2 separate regions of the Zea mays genome follow, and region 2 is linked to region 1. A link is a contact called in public Hi-C data. All regions are on one chromosome and are shown on one strand. The core of a region is the stretch at or near the end of the contact, and the rest is flanking DNA. Distances in the headings are between cores, read along the strand shown.

Evidence for each region. Hi-C and Micro-C count contacts between places; a contact is called where the count stands out from the background.
Region 2: a Hi-C map of leaf shows a contact between it and region 1, with 7 times the contacts expected there. The contact joins the promoter of LOC100217218 here to the promoter of LOC100382479 in region 1. A contact is called at or near these places in 4 of 25 Hi-C or Micro-C datasets (bundle sheath, ear, leaf and 1 more).

The regions. Positions count from the first base shown.
Region 1 is chr1:241,800,088-241,802,787 of Zm-B73-REFERENCE-NAM-5.0, reverse strand. It overlaps LOC100382479, which reads left to right and starts at 1,308. Exons shown (of 3, transcript NM_001175218.1): 1 at 1,308-1,526; 2 at 1,658-1,782; 3 at 1,910-2,455. The coding sequence starts at 1,671. The coding sequence ends at 2,421.
Region 2 is chr1:242,060,658-242,063,357 of Zm-B73-REFERENCE-NAM-5.0, reverse strand. LOC100217218 reads right to left here and starts at 1,311. Exons shown (of 5, transcript NM_001366163.1): 1 at 970-1,311; 2 at 671-812; 3 at 510-576; 4 at 214-436. The coding sequence starts at 1,031.

The DNA of each region.
Region 1 (2,700 bases), core at 59-2,558:
GGAACGAACACGAAAGCGCCACGCAGCAGCAGGAGCAGCAACTTTCGCGACCGCCGCTCCAGTACCCTACTGACCTCCGTCTCCGTCTGTGGAACGAACACGCGCAGCCGCAGCAACTGGAGTCCACCACTTGTCCACCGTCCACGCCGTTGACGGCTACATTCGCATACTTACTTGATTTGAATTTTAGAACATAACATCATAACAACATCATAATAAATATTAATTTATTTTATTAATAGATTTATAGTTGATAAAAATCATATTACAACTAAATTATGAACAATAGTACATATATATTATTTAGTTGAAACTTAGTTAAATATCATATTTATAAATAAATTATTTTAACCTGGTATATTTATATTTTGGTCTTTAAATATAATCTTTTTGTATATTAAGTATATTTGTCTGTTTGGACTTCAAAAACTCAAATAATCTAATGTATTCAAAATTGTACTTTTTAATATTAATTAAAATTTATCATTGTATATCAATTATAATGTAAGATTAACACAATCATTATTTCTGATATGAATTTTTTTAATATTTTAAAGGTGTACATTAATTTTTAGTACATTATTTAAAGTTGAAAATCACTTGTAATTAGTAATAAAAGTAAGTTTAAATTGATTTTATTTAATACTTTTTTACTTTCGGGTACGAATAATATCGGATATTTCACGGTTTTATCGAATATTGTCGAATACGAATTTTAAACCGGATAGAGAAAACCGAATTTAGATATGCTTATTTAATATCCATATTAAAATTAAACATGAATACTGATATCTATATTAGCACTTTAATCGAATACGAATAATTCGGAACCAAACAATAAACGTCACGATCCCCAGCAGCCGCGCTAGCGTTCCTCCCCAGCAGCGGAATGAAACGGAACAGTCCCCGAATCCCCGTCCGCTCGCTCTCGCTGGCACTGGCAGTCCGCACGCGCACGGCACGGCCGGATCCCGCAACCGCCACAAAGAAAGTGGCGACCGCGACGGGGCCCGACCGCCCGGCAGACAGAGCTGCAGCTGCCTGGCGTAAATGAGCGCGCCGATCGCCACTCAAGTCCAGGGATACAGATACACACAGCAATACAACGGCAGGAGGTTGGGGGGCGCGGAAAGTGGAAATTTACCGTGCATGTCTGAAGTCTGAACAGAACGGAGACGAAAAAAGAAGAACGGACGGCATCAGTCTCGCGATCGAGGCTAGGGAAAAAAAGTAGTGGTGGACTGGACCGCTACCACGACTACGACTAGTACTACTAGAGCAGATCAAGCGGGGCAAGACCAGTGAGACGCGTGGGGACTTGGCAACGACAGAGAGAGAGGGAAAGAAGGGAGCAGCCACCGGCCAGCGGGACAACCCAACCAACGCGATCTCTGGGGCAGGCAAAGGACGACGGGTCGGCGAGAGGCGGGGCCATGAGGATCCGGAAGCGCACCCCTGCCAGGGCAGCGTCGCCGGGACCGCCGCCTCTGCCTCCTCCTCCTCCCCTACCGCTGCAGCGTCCCACGGTGAGATGCCGGAGCTTATTATTGATTTTACCTGTGTGGCCTCCCGGGTTCATTCATCGTGGGCGTTGGTGTGGCGGCGGCTCCCGTCCCGACCTTTCTGCTCACCGCTTGCCTGCCGTTTTTTGGTCCAGGAGAAACCACGGGATGAGGCGGCGGCGGAGGAGGAGGAGGAGAAGCGGGCGGTCCTCGCCGCCGGAGTCCGAGAAGGCGACGACCGGGTTCGCCCCGCCGCCGCCGCCGCTGGCTCTGGGAACAGGTGCGTGCCAAGACCCTCCTCTGTTAAGGTGTCCCTAGAGAGATCTCGGGGGTGGGGTAGCTGAGAAATCGCTTTCTCTCGTTCCTTCTGTCTCCCCCCCTCCCCCCCTGCGCCCTGCCCCGCGCAGCAGCGCAACGGACGACGTGCCGAGGCCGGAGCCGCAGGAGCAGGACGCCGCCAGGTGCAGCCGGAACGACGGGAAGCGGTGGCGCTGCAAGAAGGCGGCCGTGCCGGGGTACCTGTTCTGCGACCGCCACATCGCGTGGTCCACACGCAAGCGCAAGCCCAGAGCCAGCACCAAGCCCAAGGTTCACGGCAGCGGCGTCCTGGAGCCCACCGCCATCGCCCAGGAGTTCGCGGAGGACCACGGCCCCACGCAGCGCGACGCCGGGTTCCTCGGCGGCTTCTAGCCCCGCTGCCGGAACTTGGCGGGCGCAGGGCGGCGCTCTACTTACCGTGGTCTACCTTTTTCCTACTCTCCAACTGATTGATGATAGTAGTTCTGCATCCTGTGTTGCGTCGATTTTTGCTGCCGTGCTATGCTCGGATCGTGTCGCAGTTCTCGTGTCCATCTGGAGGGAAATGCTGCGATGCCTTTTTTTTCTTTTAGGGAGAATCCAGGACCTGGTGCAAAAGTAGTAGCCAGTTCAACTAAATATATGGGGCATTGATCATTGGTTCTTGCGCCTCGTTCTTCTCGAGCTATTTTGCTCTCGTCCTATAATAATCTCTCTGTTAAGTGCGGTGGAATAAGCAGAGCTAGCATGCATGATCAAGGATTGCTTATTAAAAAAAAAGCGCCCTCTTCCTATGGGCTGGGCGTCCGTGATCCAGCCACACAGGAACAGGAACAGCCCACAAACTCACAGAATTGTCTATGAAGCATCTTGCATGCTTAGACGAACGAGCAGGCATTAC
Region 2 (2,700 bases), core at 62-2,561, 260 kb before region 1:
GTTTCAACATTCTGCTTCAGAAAACATTATGCTTTAGAACCCACGAGAAGTACTTGACTGTAATTCTGCTTCAGAACCCGTGAGAAATAGTACTTTGCCATCCATAAGCTAACATGACCAAATTTGTGTAAATGTGGAACATAAAAAAATCAAACTTCATGCACGCTTATGGACTCGGCCAAAGATTTTAAGCTAGGAGAAAAGAGATATTACCAATCCTCAAAGCACCGCATGCAGAGCATGTGGGCACAGTCGGGCAGCACGACCTTGGGGCTAACCTCGAGGCAGATCCCGCACTCGAGCTCCCTCTCCGTGTCCACCTCCGAGAGCTGCTCATCCCTGCTCCTGAATTTCTTCAGGCAGAGCTTCCTCTGCTTCCTGTCGTCCAGCTCGGTGATGCCACTCGGAAGCTGCAGCAGCGACGGGAAAATGACGCCTGCCATTGCGCAACGCCGTCAGAACCGACAGTTAGTTGTTCGAGGAAGAGAGGAAGGGGGTGGGTTAATTACCGTAGAACTCCCTGATGCTGGCCTCCATCTCCCAATCAGGAAGCGCCGACGAGCCGTCCGCGCACACCTGCCGGAGAAACGGCAACTCAGCAAGCCAACTCGTGGAGTGAAAACCCTAATCGAGCACGGGCACGAGCTAGCAGGGTGCAAGGCGGCGATACCTTGTATAGCATAACCTTGAGGAGGCCGAGCGCGCCGGCGAGCTTGCAGTCGGTCCACTGCAGGAGGAAATGCGCGACGGCGCTGTACGCCACCCGCATCTGGATGACCGAGCCGTCGTAGTCCCTCAGGAATTCCGACGCCCTGCTCGCATCGCACAAACAAACAACCCCCGCCATCGCGAAAAAAAAGTCATTCAGTCATCCAAAAACGTCGAAGAAGAGTAAAAGATTCCGCCTTTAACGTGAGCAAGCAAAGGGAAAGGGGGCGAACAGGAAATCCCGCTCCCTGGAGGACTCACATCGCATTGGCGTGATCGATGTCGGCCTGGAGGGCCTTGATGGAGTCCTGAAACTTGCGCATCGGCGCGTTCCACTTCCACCGCCGGGGACCCCCCTCCTCCGCCTTGGTCTTCGCTTCCGTCAGTACTTGCCTCCCGCGCGGAGAGCAGAATCGCACGGAAGGGACAAAACAAACCCCGACTAAACCTCGCCGCGTCCCGCCCCTTGTGCCTAAACCCGGCGATTAGATTTGGACTGGGGCGGATTGGACTGGAACGGCTTGCTTTTGAGTTCGTTCGCCCTCCGGCCCTGGATTGGGGTTCCTATTCGTACCCTTTTTTTCGAGCTCGCTGGATTGTTCTGGCCGACTCCGAGTCCAACTCCGAACCGAGACCCTTTTGTTGCCACACTCGTGGGGGGCCGCCGGGGGCGAGACCGCGAGAGCGACGACGAGGAACAGTGTCCTTGGGTGAGCCCGCACGGCAGTGGTCCACGGGCCCCACCCACATCTCGGCACACCTGACGCTCCACGTTTTACCACTGAAAGGTGGGGTCAAATAACCACGTGGTCCCATCTGTCATTCTTTAGATAGAGGTTGCGCAGATAACTTCGTGCTGCGACGTGCCCATGCGGGTCCCACGAAAAAAAATCCCAAAAATATCCATCCTCGGCGGGTCGCTGTCACGCGCGGTCCTCGGCACGCGCAGATGGAATGATGGACAGACAGACCATCCACCCACGTCACCGACGCGCGGGGCCCGCCGGTGTCCAGGCCAACATGGCAGGTTCGCTGCCCGGATATTTATGGCAGCCCAGCCGTCCTCGACGCCGTGGGAGGAGGAAAGGGACGGAAAGAAACCAGTGGGCTCTGGTTTCCGTGAGGCGCTCGCCGACGACGCCCGCGGCCCGCCCTGGTTTGGGGGAGGTTTGGGGGGAGGGCCGGTGTGGGACCGTTGTGTCCTTATCCAAGATTCCGAGGCCATGATTGGCAGGATGGCCTGGTCCTGGTGAGGTTTCGTGACGTCTGTGGCTCAGTGGCTGAGGCTGACCCATCCACCAAGCCTGGTTGATGAATGGCGATGTCACATGTTTTCATTACCGGATAGAGATGTCAGATGGAAGTATTATAATTCAGGCCTCTGTCTTGAACCAATGATAAACGATTTTTTTTTTTGGCCAAGATTCTTTTTCATGGTACTGCCCTAGCCCCTAGTTAGCTTAACTCTTCTGCGTCCTGTAAATCGAAGGTGTTCGAAAACTATTGTATGGAATTATATAGCCATATCAATAGATTTATTGTTACGCACGTTTCTAAAAAAATACCGAACGGGTCTTGTTGGATTAATTAGCACTAAAAATTAACTGGTTACTAATATAATAATGCATACTAGTATTTTTTTAGGCCGAAAGGCCATTTAAATCCACCTGCTAATAGTTGGTCGGACAACAAATTAAAGGTACATAAAAATATTAGTATCTTTGTGTAACGACTTTAAATCGGCGAATAAGGCTAGCTAATAATTAGACATGTACAACCTAGATACTATATTGTATATACCTAAAAAAAAGCCCGTCATACAACCTAATGTATCGAAGTCTTTTATCTTATTCATACCCTCGAGATACAATTCATTTATGTGGATTGTATGGTAAAACCATATCTTTTAGACTTAGAACCGTGCTAAATACGTTTCTTCACTGAGATATATATCTTGTGTTTTTTCACTAAACTCCTTAGATACTCCTTAAG